Regions from separate parts of the Sus scrofa genome. Here regions 2 and 3 are each linked to region 1. Evidence: chromatin contacts called from public Hi-C and HiChIP or PLAC-seq data. All regions are on one chromosome and are shown on one strand. The core of a region is the stretch at or near the end of the contact, and the rest is flanking DNA. Distances in the headings are between cores, read along the strand shown. Region 1 holds the start of ACOT7 (cytosolic acyl coenzyme A thioester hydrolase). Region 2 holds the start of RPL22 (ribosomal protein L22). Region 3 holds the start of ICMT (isoprenylcysteine carboxyl methyltransferase).

Region 1 (3,715 bases), core at 328-2,827:
CAGCAAGAGTGGTGAGATTCCTGCCATCCTCCCTCCCCAGGGATGCTGGGCAAACCGAGCAACATGAGAGATGTTAAAACCCTTTGCAAAGATGAACTCCAAGTTCACCTGGCCAATACGCAGCAGAGACGGATCTTAGGCCTAGACTCCAGGCCCTTCTGTCTCCCAGGATCAGCCACTTCTATTATTTTTGCCCCTGGAACTTGGAGTGGGTGGGGCCAAGACAGCCAATAACAAATCAGTGGTGAAAGACCCCCCCCTCCCCAGAGAATTCCTCTCCCTAGAAAGATCAAAACTGCCCTTGAGGTCAGGATTCAGGGCACCCCCTTGATACCATAGTGTATGCCCAGCCTTTGCCTCTTCTAAAGAGATGCCGGCATTCACAGGAAACTAATCTGGCTTGGACCCAAGGTCAGTGTGATGCCCAATCTCCAAATCTGAAGGACTGGCCCTCAAACAGGAAGCCGCTGTCACTCTCCGCCGAGGCATCAAGCAGCACAGGCCCCGTGGCAGGCCCCAGCCACCATTCGGCCTTCCTAGCTTCCTCGCCCCTCCTTAGCTCAAATGCCACCGTGCCTGCTTCCACTCGGTCCCAGGGAATGGAGAGTAACCTTGAGGCTGCCCTCCCGCTCCTGTCGGAAATGAGCCGGCTCGCGATCTCCCGCGCGTCCTCCAGGCCCTCGATCTGCCGGTGCCGGTGGAGAAAGGCAGGGCTGGTCCCCCAACAAGAACAAGCCTTTGCCCCCATTGTGTAAGATGCTTCCGGGCTCAACGACCATCCTCCCCTCCTAGCAGTGCAGTGTTACAGAGGAAGGGCATTTCCTGTTCTTGCTGTTAACAGCCTGCTCCCCCCGCCCCGCCCCAAACCGTGGCAGCGGACAGGAGGGACTGCATATCTGCAGCCCCCGCCCACTCGGGCGCCCACCGATGGGCTCCGGCCGCCGCCCAGCCAGCGGGTTACTTGCGCCGCACAGGTCGGGATATCCGGTTGGCTTTGCACCACCGCCCGGATCACGACCTCGAATTAGGGGGCTCACTGGGACCTGGGCTGGGGCTTCGGCGCGTTCGGGCACCGGGCGGGGCAGGGCTGGGCTGGGCTGGGCAGAGGGGGGATGCGCTCCGACCCCCGCCCAGGGGAAGGGCTCCGCACCGCTTCCTCATGCAAACGGCCTGCGTGACCGGAGATGCGCCGGAGGCCGGCAGAGAGACGCGGTGAGGCTGCCGGCTCTGCGGCGCCGGAGGCGCATCCCAGCCGCGGCGGGCGGGCGGAGTCCGGAGGTAACCGGCCCGGCGGGGGCGGGGACTGAGGAGGGGAGGGCGCACAGGGTCGGCCAGGCCCGGGCGGCGACTCGGAATCCTGGCCGCCTGCCGCCGCACGCCACGCTTACCGGCAGATCTGGATGGCGGACGGGGTATCCGCGGTGGGGCCCGACATGCTGGCTGCGGCGGCGGCGGCGGCGGCAGCGGCAGCAGCGGAGGCGGGCGGCCGAGGGAGAACGCAGGTGTCTGGCAGGCCCGGGGCGAAATGAATGAGCCCGGGTGGCGCCATGGAGGGGGAGGGGAGAGGCGGGGCCATGGTGCCAGGGAGGCGGGGCCTGCGCGCCGACCGCGAATCGAACACAGACTCCTGCGAAGGCCCGCCCCGCGCGCTCGCCTCCGCCCCGCCCCCCGGCCCGCGTCGGCTCCCTGGGCGTCCGGTTCTGGCGGCGGCTGTGGGGCCGCGGCGGGGCGCCGCTTCCAGAAGGTTCGGCGGCCGTTGAGAGGCACGGGCGCGGGGCTGGGCAGCCACCAGGGTCAGCCTCGCCCTGCGCGTGTTTGTTCGCGTCGTTACCCCATCCGCGGGCCTGGGGCGCGCCCAGGAGGCGACGAGGCCGCACCTGAGACCCAGATGCCTGCGTGGGCGGAGAGGCCTGCGGGAGGCGGTGGCCTGGTCGCGCTTTCTCAGATCAACTTCGAGAGGAAACTGGAGGCGGTTTTCTCGTAAAGGAGCCTTCCTGGCCAGGCTAGGGTGCGCAAAACGGGGAGCAAGAAGCCGTCAGGCCTCTGCTGCCCCAGCCTGCAATTGCAAAGCACCTCTGGGTTATTCCAAGGAGACTTTTCTAGAGCGCTGAGCATTGTCCTGGGAGTGCCTGACCTGCAGTGAAGAGCCCCAAAGATGCTAATAGGTTCTTTTGCATACTGTATCCCCTGCAAGGGAGTCCAGGCCAAGTTGAGGTCACAAAATCCGCCCAAAAAAGAGGGGGAAGGTGAACACATCTTTGTGTCGTAATTTCAGAGCGCTTTTACTCGATAAAACTACATATGACTTTTCCCCAATGTTTTGCAATGAACATAAATTGCTTCTATAGTCAGATTTTTGAAAATCAAAACCCACATAACTCAAGTTCTCCAGTGCAATTTGAAGACCTATTTATACGAAACTAAATAGTTCCTCCTGGTCACACCTGTATTACCAGACCATAGCAGCAGCCCACCACTTATCTATAAGCCTCAGGACCAGAGGGAGCAAACCGGGTCATGTCTATCATTTCAAGATTATTAAACTAAAAATGTCATTTTCTAGCACGAATTAAGTCGCTGCAGGTGTCTAGGGTCAGCAAGCCTGCGTAACCACCACTCAGCATGGGTCCTAGACTGGGGAATGGGCTGATTGGGTCAGAATTAACAGCCAGATCCCTGCCAGAGAGGGGCAGACAAGTTCCTGCTGGGGCGCAATGGGGTGGGCGCTGTCTCTGCAGCACCAGGACACAGGCTTGGCACAGCAGGTTAAAGGTTCTAGCATTGCTGCCGGTGTGATGTTGGCTGAAACTGGCTCGGATCTGATCGCTGGTGTGGGAACTCCATGTGCTGCAAAGTGGCCAAAAACACAAAACAAAAGTGATCTGGCGCAACATCTGTATCTTTTTCTTTTTTGTGTCTTTTCTAGGGCCACACCCGAGGCATATGGAGGTTCCCAGACGAAGGGTCTAATCGGAGCTGTAGCCGCCGACCTATGCCAGAGCCACAGCAATGTAGGATCTGAGCCACGTCTGCAGCCTACACCACAGATCACAGCAATGCCGGATCTCTAACCCTCTCATCGAACCCGCAACCTCATGGTTCCTAGTCAGATTCGTTAACCACTGAGCCACAATGGGAATTCTTTTTTTTTTTTTTTTTTTTTTTTTTGGCCTTTTAGAGCCACACCCATAGCATCTGGATGTTCCCAGGCTAGGAGTGTAATCAGAGCTATAGCTTCAGGCCTACACCACAGCATCAGGGGATCCAAGCTGCGTCTGCAACCTACAGCACAGCTCACAGGGACGCCAGATCACTGACCCACTGAGCAAGGCCGGGAATCAAACCCCCATCCTCATGGATACTAGTCGGATTGTTTCCGCTTCACCACGACGGGAACTCTAACATCTGTATCTTTGGGAAAGGCTGTGGCTACCCACTGGCCCAAGACAGCATCTGTCAAAACACTCCATGTGACAGCTTCTCTGGGGGCGAAGATAACGAGGTAAGATAACAGCTCAACAAAGATATTATTGTGTCCCGGATCCTGTAGAGAGAAAACAGTACCCCAGGATGAACCACTTGTGTATGATTGAGGATTGCTTATGATGTGGCCCTGTTTTCAGGGAAAACAATGGGGGACCCAGTCTCTTAGCAAAAACATCCTGAGTTATTTTTGCTATAGTGCTGATGGCTTTACACTGATCTTTCAGAGTCT
Region 2 (3,715 bases), core at 325-2,824, 150 kb before region 1:
CCAGCACTCTTGACCCATTTACACTTTCCAGCCCCCCAATATATATGAGTATCAAGGTCTGCTAGCTTAGGAAGGACAGTAAAATGAACGTTTCCTTTTACTTGCCCTAGAAGTTCCAAAATAAAGGTTCAAGGAACACTCCTTTTATTCGCTCATCACAGCACAGGCATGCCTGCAACAACTTTAATTTGAATCAGTCCTTGCCCTAACTCTCCAGACTAGAGTCCTGATGCCCTTAACCCTGCCGCATCCACCTTCTCAGAATCAGCAGCCAGATCCACACAGCTTAGCAGTGCATCTTCCCCAGTCAGGACGAGGGTAAAGCTACCCCTTGGGCTCTAATTACAACACTATGGTCAACAATTTCTGGCCTTTTGACTAGTTTGATCTGTGAATGAGCCTTCCAAACCACGGGTAAGCACATTCTACCAAGGTTCCAGATCCTTTCATACTCACAAAGCAGCTTATATTAACCTGGTCCCTCTACAAACTCCAACACCATCTAAGGAAGCCTCTGTACTTACACTTTAAAAACCATTTCAGAATCTAAAAAGGCCTTTCCAAGAACACATCTTAACTCCCTTCCTGTTTGAAAGAACTTCACTGAAAACTTGTCAACGGGGTCCGTTTTTCAAACACGGAGCTCCCTTCCAAAAAACACTTATTTTCTCTAGCATCTGTCTTCCTAATATCAAGAGGGCAGTCTTAAACGCAACCCCGGAAATATACAATCAGCAGGCACACGACCTGGCCGCAGTGGGCTGGATACCCCTCACGAGTTTTCCACCTAAAGCTTAAAACGCCTAAAAGCGTCAAAAAGCCCATCCAGGCAGAATGATAGAGGTGAGCCGAAAATATTAACAAAGGTGTCCCAACAAAGGAGGAGAGAGAAACTTTCTCCCAGTCACCTGGGAGAACGACCTGCGGCCGGAGTGACATGAGAGCGCCGCACGAGCCGGTCCCAGCCGAAGAGAGAATGGAACGGGGCCCTCGCCTGACACGAAAAAGGGTCTACAGAGCTGCGCCCTAAAACCTAACTTCCTCCGGAGACGCTAGAGGTCCCCTGCCCCGAGCCTCTTTCCGAAAACAGGCCCGCCAGACCCGTACCCTCCCACCTGCCCCCGAGTCCTGGCTGTAGGCTTCCCGGATGCGCGGTCGCCGGGGGTGGCAGGTCCCCTCCTTCCCCGCCTTCAGCCCAGGTAACGAGGCCTAGGCCTTGGCTGCCTCACGCCGGCCGCACTCCAAAGACCGCTGACCGGCCCAGGCTACAGCCTCGGACCCCCAGCTTCCCACGGGCCGCAGGTAGGGGCCCAAGCCGCGATCTCCCGGAGCCCCGGGACTCCCTCTCGGGCCTCGGGCCGCGGCCTTCTCCGCCCACAACGTGCGGGACCCCTCGGCCGCGCCGGCCCGCTCCAGCAGATGTGCCGGCCCGGCCCCGGCAGGACGCTGCAGAGCGCCGGCCGGCGCGAGCCAGGCAGGGGCCAGGCTGGCGAGGCCCACGTGCCTTCCCCAGAGCCAAGGCCTCACGCGGAGCCATACTAACCACAGGCGCCATGGCGGCAGCAGAGGCAGAAAGGGAGTTGAGCGAATCACGCAGACGCAAAGAGCCGCAGCGCGCAGAGCACGCAGGACTCAGGCCGTATCAATCGCTCTGCCACGCCCCTCGCTCCTCACCATCTCGTCCTGTTCCGTACGCTCGGGGAGCGATGATTTTTGCCTGAATGCAAAACCCGTCCTCTCCCCCGCCGGGAGGATTACGGGGGGAGGGAAGTGGCCTGTCCCACTGCGAAGGATCGGAGGAGGGGGGGTGCCAGCCTAGATGAGCCCAAAAAGAAATAAAGGGGCTTGCTCTACTGTGAAAGTCTTAGGAAGAAAACGGAAAGAAGGAGATCCAGTAAAGCATAAATTAACAGCTAGTGGGGTGGGAGTCGAACCTACTAGCTTGGGGAGGTGAGGCCCTTCTGGCCCTGGAGTCCCAATGCCCAAGATCACTTGGCTTCTTCCTAAAGTGCCCAACCTGGAAGGTGGTTCCCCGGGCTGTCTCGCTGCCCTGATCCTTTTTGCTGTAGTCAGGTACACTCTCCACAGTCTCAGATTCAAGCTGCCCGCCCTCCAGTCACCACCTCCTAGCTTTCCAGCTCATGCCTTCCAGTTTCCTGGTTCCAAAAATTCTTCTGCCAGCATTTCTCAAAGTGGCATTTGAACTTGAATCACCTGGGAATCTCCATAAATTGCAGATGCCAGTACAATGGATCATATGGGCCTGAGGTTCTGTATTTCTCCAAATCTCATAGGGGCCTGAGATTCTGTATTTCTCCAAAGCCTGAGATGCTGCTGCTGCTGATCCATGGACCAAAGTCGAGTGGCAAGGGTCTTCATCCCCAGACCCACAGTCCACGCACTGGCTGTTTTCACCCACTCTCATCCCCTCGTGTCCTTACCAGTTACATTCTAGGGTCCTGCGTTGTTCACTCAGTTACACACACCCGCCAGTACCTAGCTGCATGTAGTCACCTAGCAGAGGCCAAATCCTGGCTTAGAATGATGAGAGGAAACCCCATGCTGACCAGTCTAGGTTTACTCTCAGGCCTGCTCTGCCAATTGACCTTTTTTTCTTTTTTTTTTTTTAGGGCCGCACCCACAGCATATGGAGGTTCCCAGGCTAGGGGTCGAATGGGAGCTGCAGCCACTGGCCTACACCAGAGCCACAGCAACACTAAGATGCGGCAGATCCAAGCCACATCTGTGACCTAGACCACAGCTCACAGCAACGCCGGATCCTTAACCCACTGAGCAAGGCCAGGGATCAAACCTCGTCCTCATGGATGCTAGTCGGGTGCGTTCATTAACCTCTGAGCCACGATGGCAACTCCCCCCCAAAAAAATTTTAAATAAATAAAAACAATCTCCCATCTTGGAGCTCCTGCTGTGGTGCAACAGGATCAGCAGTATCTTGGGAGCGCCGGGACCCAGCTTATCCTGGCATGGCACAGTGGGTTAGGGTCTGGTGTTGTGGCAGCTGTGGCTTAGGTTGAGTTGGTGGCTAGGATCTGATCTGTGGCCTGGGGAATTCCACATGCCCTGGGGTGGAAAACAAAACAAACTCCCATCTTAAAACAGAAAAAAACAATTTGTCACCCCCAACATTCCTTGTCACTTCACCCCCCCTTTCGCTCTCTCTGCTATGGAGTCTAAATAAATATTTGTGTCCCCTCAATTCACAGCTGAAGCCCTAGTACCCGCAGTGATGGTATTTGCAGGCAAGTCCTTTGGGCAGTGATTAGGTTTAGGTGAGGTCAGAAGAGTGGGGCTGGCGACTTTTTAAGGAAGAGACATGAGATCCATCTCCTGTCCCGTCGTGGGGACATACTGGGAGAAGGCTGCCACCTCCAAGCCAGCAAGAGAGCCCTCAGCAGGAGCCAAATCTTCCTCCCCCTGATCGTGGACTTGCAGCCTTCAGAAATGTGAGCAATTTCTGTTGTTTAAGCTGCCTGGCCATGTCTTTGTTACAGCAGCCTGAACTACAACAATCTCTTTAACCAATTTTTTGGGACGTTCCCTCTGCACCAACTGCAATTTCTCCATCCTGTTTCCTGTGGAACTCTCTCTGGTCTGGCTTTTGCCCCCAGCACCGGGACAGCCCTTACCAAGGTCACTGGTGTGTCCCCCTGCTAAGCATGGGGGCGGGTCTGGACTTTCTTCCCTGAGCCCCCAG
Region 3 (3,715 bases), core at 721-3,220, 130 kb before region 1:
AGAGTGGCCGTCAGGCACCCACATGTAGCTTTACTCCCTGAGGTTTTAAAGGGACTACGTTTGTGAATGTCACTGGGGGGGGGGGAGAAACCCCAAAACAAGAAACATAGGTTAGGAAGGCATTATGGGCCTGCAGCCTTTTTTTTTTTTTCAATGACACTACACACAGTAAAACATGAAAGAGGGAAGTATCAAAATAAAGTCGTGATGTATGTAAAATACAAAAATTCCAAAAAACTGAAATAATTCCAGCAAAGAAGGATTAGATGGCTCAGAGTATTGATAAGAGGAGATAAAGCTTTTTACCTTGAAGCCACTGGTTCATATCCAGGTCAGGGACTAGAAGGCTCAAGGGACTGAAATCGCAGTGTAGGGAAAAATCCTACACTGGCCGTGGGGGATGCACTAGATGTGACCTAATAGAAATTAGAGACGGAAAAGGCCTGTGAAGACGAGCCAGAGCCTCGCCCCTTCCTGTCACTGAGACCTGCACCCTCTTCTGGGAAGGGCTGGTCACATTACCGAATGTGCTGGGGCGGCAGTAAGGGCACCTGTTGGGGGAGGGGGTTGCCGGGGAGACCTGTTTCCACCTGCAACAGAAGCAACCAAGGGGCACAGGGCACACGTTCTCACGGTCCGAGATGCAGGCACCTAGCATTCTAGCGACCTCCTCTCCTTAGAACCCTCAATAGCCTTCAGCCAGCCAGGGATGCAGAAGGACCGCTACTGACCCTCTGATCAGCCCACCCAGACCTCAAAACTCTCATTTCCGAAGCACTTCTTACCAGCCAAAGTGATTCCAAGAAGACTGGCTAAAACTTAGCAGCACTCCACAGCCAAACACAAAGCCAAGGAAGCAGGCTCGGATGGCTATCTGAAATGGACCCAAAAGAAGCTCAGTCACCTGGCTGTTCTCAGCATACGTCCCGGCTGCAGGAGCATCACCCTACGTCCTGGGATAAGAAGGCCACGGGCAAGTCCGCAGAGCTCATCTGCTCAGAGGTTAGCAGGGTGAAGCAGGGCTGCCTGGGTTCAAACCCCAAGCCCACCCTTCTCTGGCTCTGTGGTCTTAGGCAAGTCGCTTAACGTCTCTGGACCTCGGTTTCCCCATCTACACAGTGGGGATGACAACAGCACCTACCTTTGAGAACAGCTGTGACCATCACCTGAGTAAAGCACTTAAGAGTAAGTGCTGCCCACGTTTTAGCTACCGTCACTATTATTACTGCAATTGCTACTCAGGGCCGTGGGAAAACTGCGTAAACCTAGCTTATTGGCCGGATGCTTCCAAGTCCACGCAGCGAACCTGGTCGGGGGACCCGGGACTCTGCGCCCAGCCCCCTCCACGTAGCTGCGGGGCCTCTGACCTCAGACTTGACAGCAGATAGTTCTCCACACCTTAAATTACATAAAAGAACTCGTGGGCTCCCTCACTCCCCACCGCACGCGTATCTGCCGCAGCTGCAGAACCGCACCAACTGCAATTTGCCACCCACTCCGCCGGGCGGAGGGGGCCCCCCGCCCCCAGCTCCCGAGACTGTAGAGGAGGGGGCCCTCCTGCCACCTGAACTCGCCGATGCTAAAGAACACCGGCCGGGGGAGGCGGTCTCTCTCGCAGGCCGGGCTCTCGGCCGACCCGACCCAGACCTCGACCCCGGGGGACGGTGCCCCTGCGCCGCGCCCAGCCCGCCCGGCCCCGGGCCCTCGCCAGGCCCTGCCCGGCCTGTACCTGGTAGCGCGGCGGCCGGTAGAGCAGCAGCAGCAGCGCGTTGAGCACGGCCACGTAGAGCGCCAGCCCGGTGCGGCCCTGCAGGCCGGCGCGTGTGAGCAGCGGCAGCGCGAGCACGGAGGCGCCCAGCAGGAAGGTGGCCAGGCTGAGGCGCGCCTCAGAGCCTGGCGGAGCCCGCGCCGCGCAGCCCGCCATGGCGCAGGGCGGCGGACGAGCGGGCCGCCGCGCCGGCTGTAGCCCTGGGAAACCCGCCCCCCGCGCCTGCGCACTGCGCCGCCGACGCCGACAGGGAAGGGCAGCCGCCCGGACCTGCGCGCCTCCCGCGCGCTCTCGCGATACCGCCGCGCCGCGGAGCTGGGGCCCGAATTTGGCGGGAGCGCCCCGCCCCGCGGCCCCGCCCCGCGGTCCCCTGGGGGACCCCTCCCCACCCCGAACCAGGCCGAGTGGCAGCCGGCGGGCGGGGCCGCGGGGCGCCTGGGTCCTCGGCCGAGAAGGCGACCCTGGTGTCTGCCAGGAGTCCGCCCCAAACTCCAGAATGTCCCTGTCCGGAGAAATCACCTGAAAGCCGAAGCGAGCCCACCTTCGCCGGCCCCGCGCGGTCCCACCCGCAACTGACACCCCTGGGCAGCGCGCGGGGACGAGCGGGCCACCCGCCTCCACCCCACCGCGCCCCGCGGGGTCCGCGCGCGCAGGCACGGCCGGCCCTCCGCAGAGTCTCCGAGCGCCCGCTGGGGGCCCAGGCTGCGGGGACGCTGCCCTCGGGGAGCCTGAAATCCCAGCGGGCATCCACGCAGCGGGATGACCGCCCACTTCGGTTCGTGTTCAGGAAGAATGTTGGCAGACAGGTGAAATACACAGGACCTATTAAAAAACAGAATGTGCAAAACTTGACAGTGTGGTCCTGACTCCACTTGGGAAAACCAGAGCTTATGTGTGAGCCTGGGGAAATGATTGACACAGAAGCCAATTTCACGGCGGTAATTGTCAGGTGGACTCGGAAACGTTTTACTGTCTTTTTTATATGTTTTTGGATCTTCCATATGGCCCACAATCAATATATATTACTTTTATCATTAGGAATTTTTCCTTACTTTTTTGAAGGATAAATGTCCGACAGAGGGATGGTGGAGGAGAAAGACAAGTAAGCAAATAACTGGAATAAACTCTGGTGGGGTGGGGGTGAGGTTAGAGAGGGAATGAGAGGGACCCCCAGGGAGAGGCCCGTGATTGGGAGGCTTAGGAGCCTGCATGGAAGAGTGTGTGTACTGGCAGCCGTCCTGCCGCTGAAATGAGAGCAAGGGCATCCACAGGGAGGGAGGGGGAAGGCACAGAGTTTGCAGACAGAGGCAGGAGGAAGCAAGCCTGAGCGATAGGGGACAGGCCCCCAGGGAGCCTGGAACCCAGAGTAGTGGGTCAGAGAGCAATAAAGCCAGGTGGGCTGTGAGCGGCAGGGAGCCGAGCTTGCATCTGAACCCCTAGCCACCCTCCCCTCCTCTGTTCCTGGAGGACCTGGCAGGAGACCTGGCATCTGGACAGCTGGGTTTAGAGAAGGATGGAGAGCCAGCCTCAAGGTCAAAGCAACTGTGTGAGCCTCACCTTCCCCGTAAAATGGAGATCCTGGGAGTTCCCATTGCAGCTCAGTGGATTAAGAACCCGACATAGACTCTGTGAGAATGCGGGTTTGATCCCTGGCCTCGCGCAATGGGTTAAGGGTCCAGCGTTGTTGCAGATGCAGCTCAGATCTGGTGTTGCCCTGGCTGTGCCACAGGTCTCAACTGCAGTTCCAATTCCACCCCCGGCCTGGGAACTTCCATACGCTGCAAGTGTGGCCATAGAAAGAAAATGCTCTGTAAACCCTGTGTCATGTTTAAATGTTGCTGGGAAGATATTTGCTAAACTTACTAGATGGGAAGTAACTGAAAGGACATTTCATGTTTCAAAGCCACCCAGTTGCAGTGCCACATGGGAAGGAAGCCTGGACTGTCC

The links. A called contact is a pair of places that touch in the nucleus more often than the background predicts. HiChIP or PLAC-seq counts read pairs in DNA pulled down with a chosen protein or histone mark.
Region 2: a contact with region 1 is called in a Hi-C map of skeletal muscle, with 3 times the contacts expected there. The contact joins the promoter of RPL22 here to the promoter of ACOT7 in region 1. A contact is called at or near these places in 2 of 5 promoter capture datasets (fetal skeletal muscle and liver) and 1 of 47 Hi-C or Micro-C datasets (skeletal muscle).
Region 3: a contact with region 1 is called in an H3K27ac HiChIP or PLAC-seq map of alveolar macrophages. The contact joins the promoter of ICMT here to the promoter of ACOT7 in region 1. A contact is called at or near these places in 2 of 5 promoter capture datasets (fetal skeletal muscle and liver), 17 of 47 Hi-C or Micro-C datasets (alveolar macrophages, blood, embryonic fibroblasts and 10 more) and 2 of 2 datasets of contacts at active chromatin or transcription factors (alveolar macrophages and skeletal muscle).

The regions. Positions count from the first base shown.
Region 1 is chr6:67,252,520-67,256,234 of Sscrofa11.1, forward strand. ACOT7 (cytosolic acyl coenzyme A thioester hydrolase) reads right to left here and starts at 1,578. Exons shown (of 9, transcript XM_003127525.6): 1 at 1,389-1,578. The coding sequence starts at 1,576.
Region 2 is chr6:67,100,512-67,104,226 of Sscrofa11.1, forward strand. It overlaps RPL22 (ribosomal protein L22), which reads right to left and starts at 1,575. Exons shown (of 4, transcript NM_213987.1): 1 at 1,544-1,575. The coding sequence starts at 1,555.
Region 3 is chr6:67,123,938-67,127,652 of Sscrofa11.1, forward strand. It overlaps ICMT (isoprenylcysteine carboxyl methyltransferase), which reads right to left and starts at 1,971. Exons shown (of 5, transcript NM_001244481.1): 1 at 1,730-1,971; 2 at 786-874. The coding sequence starts at 1,924.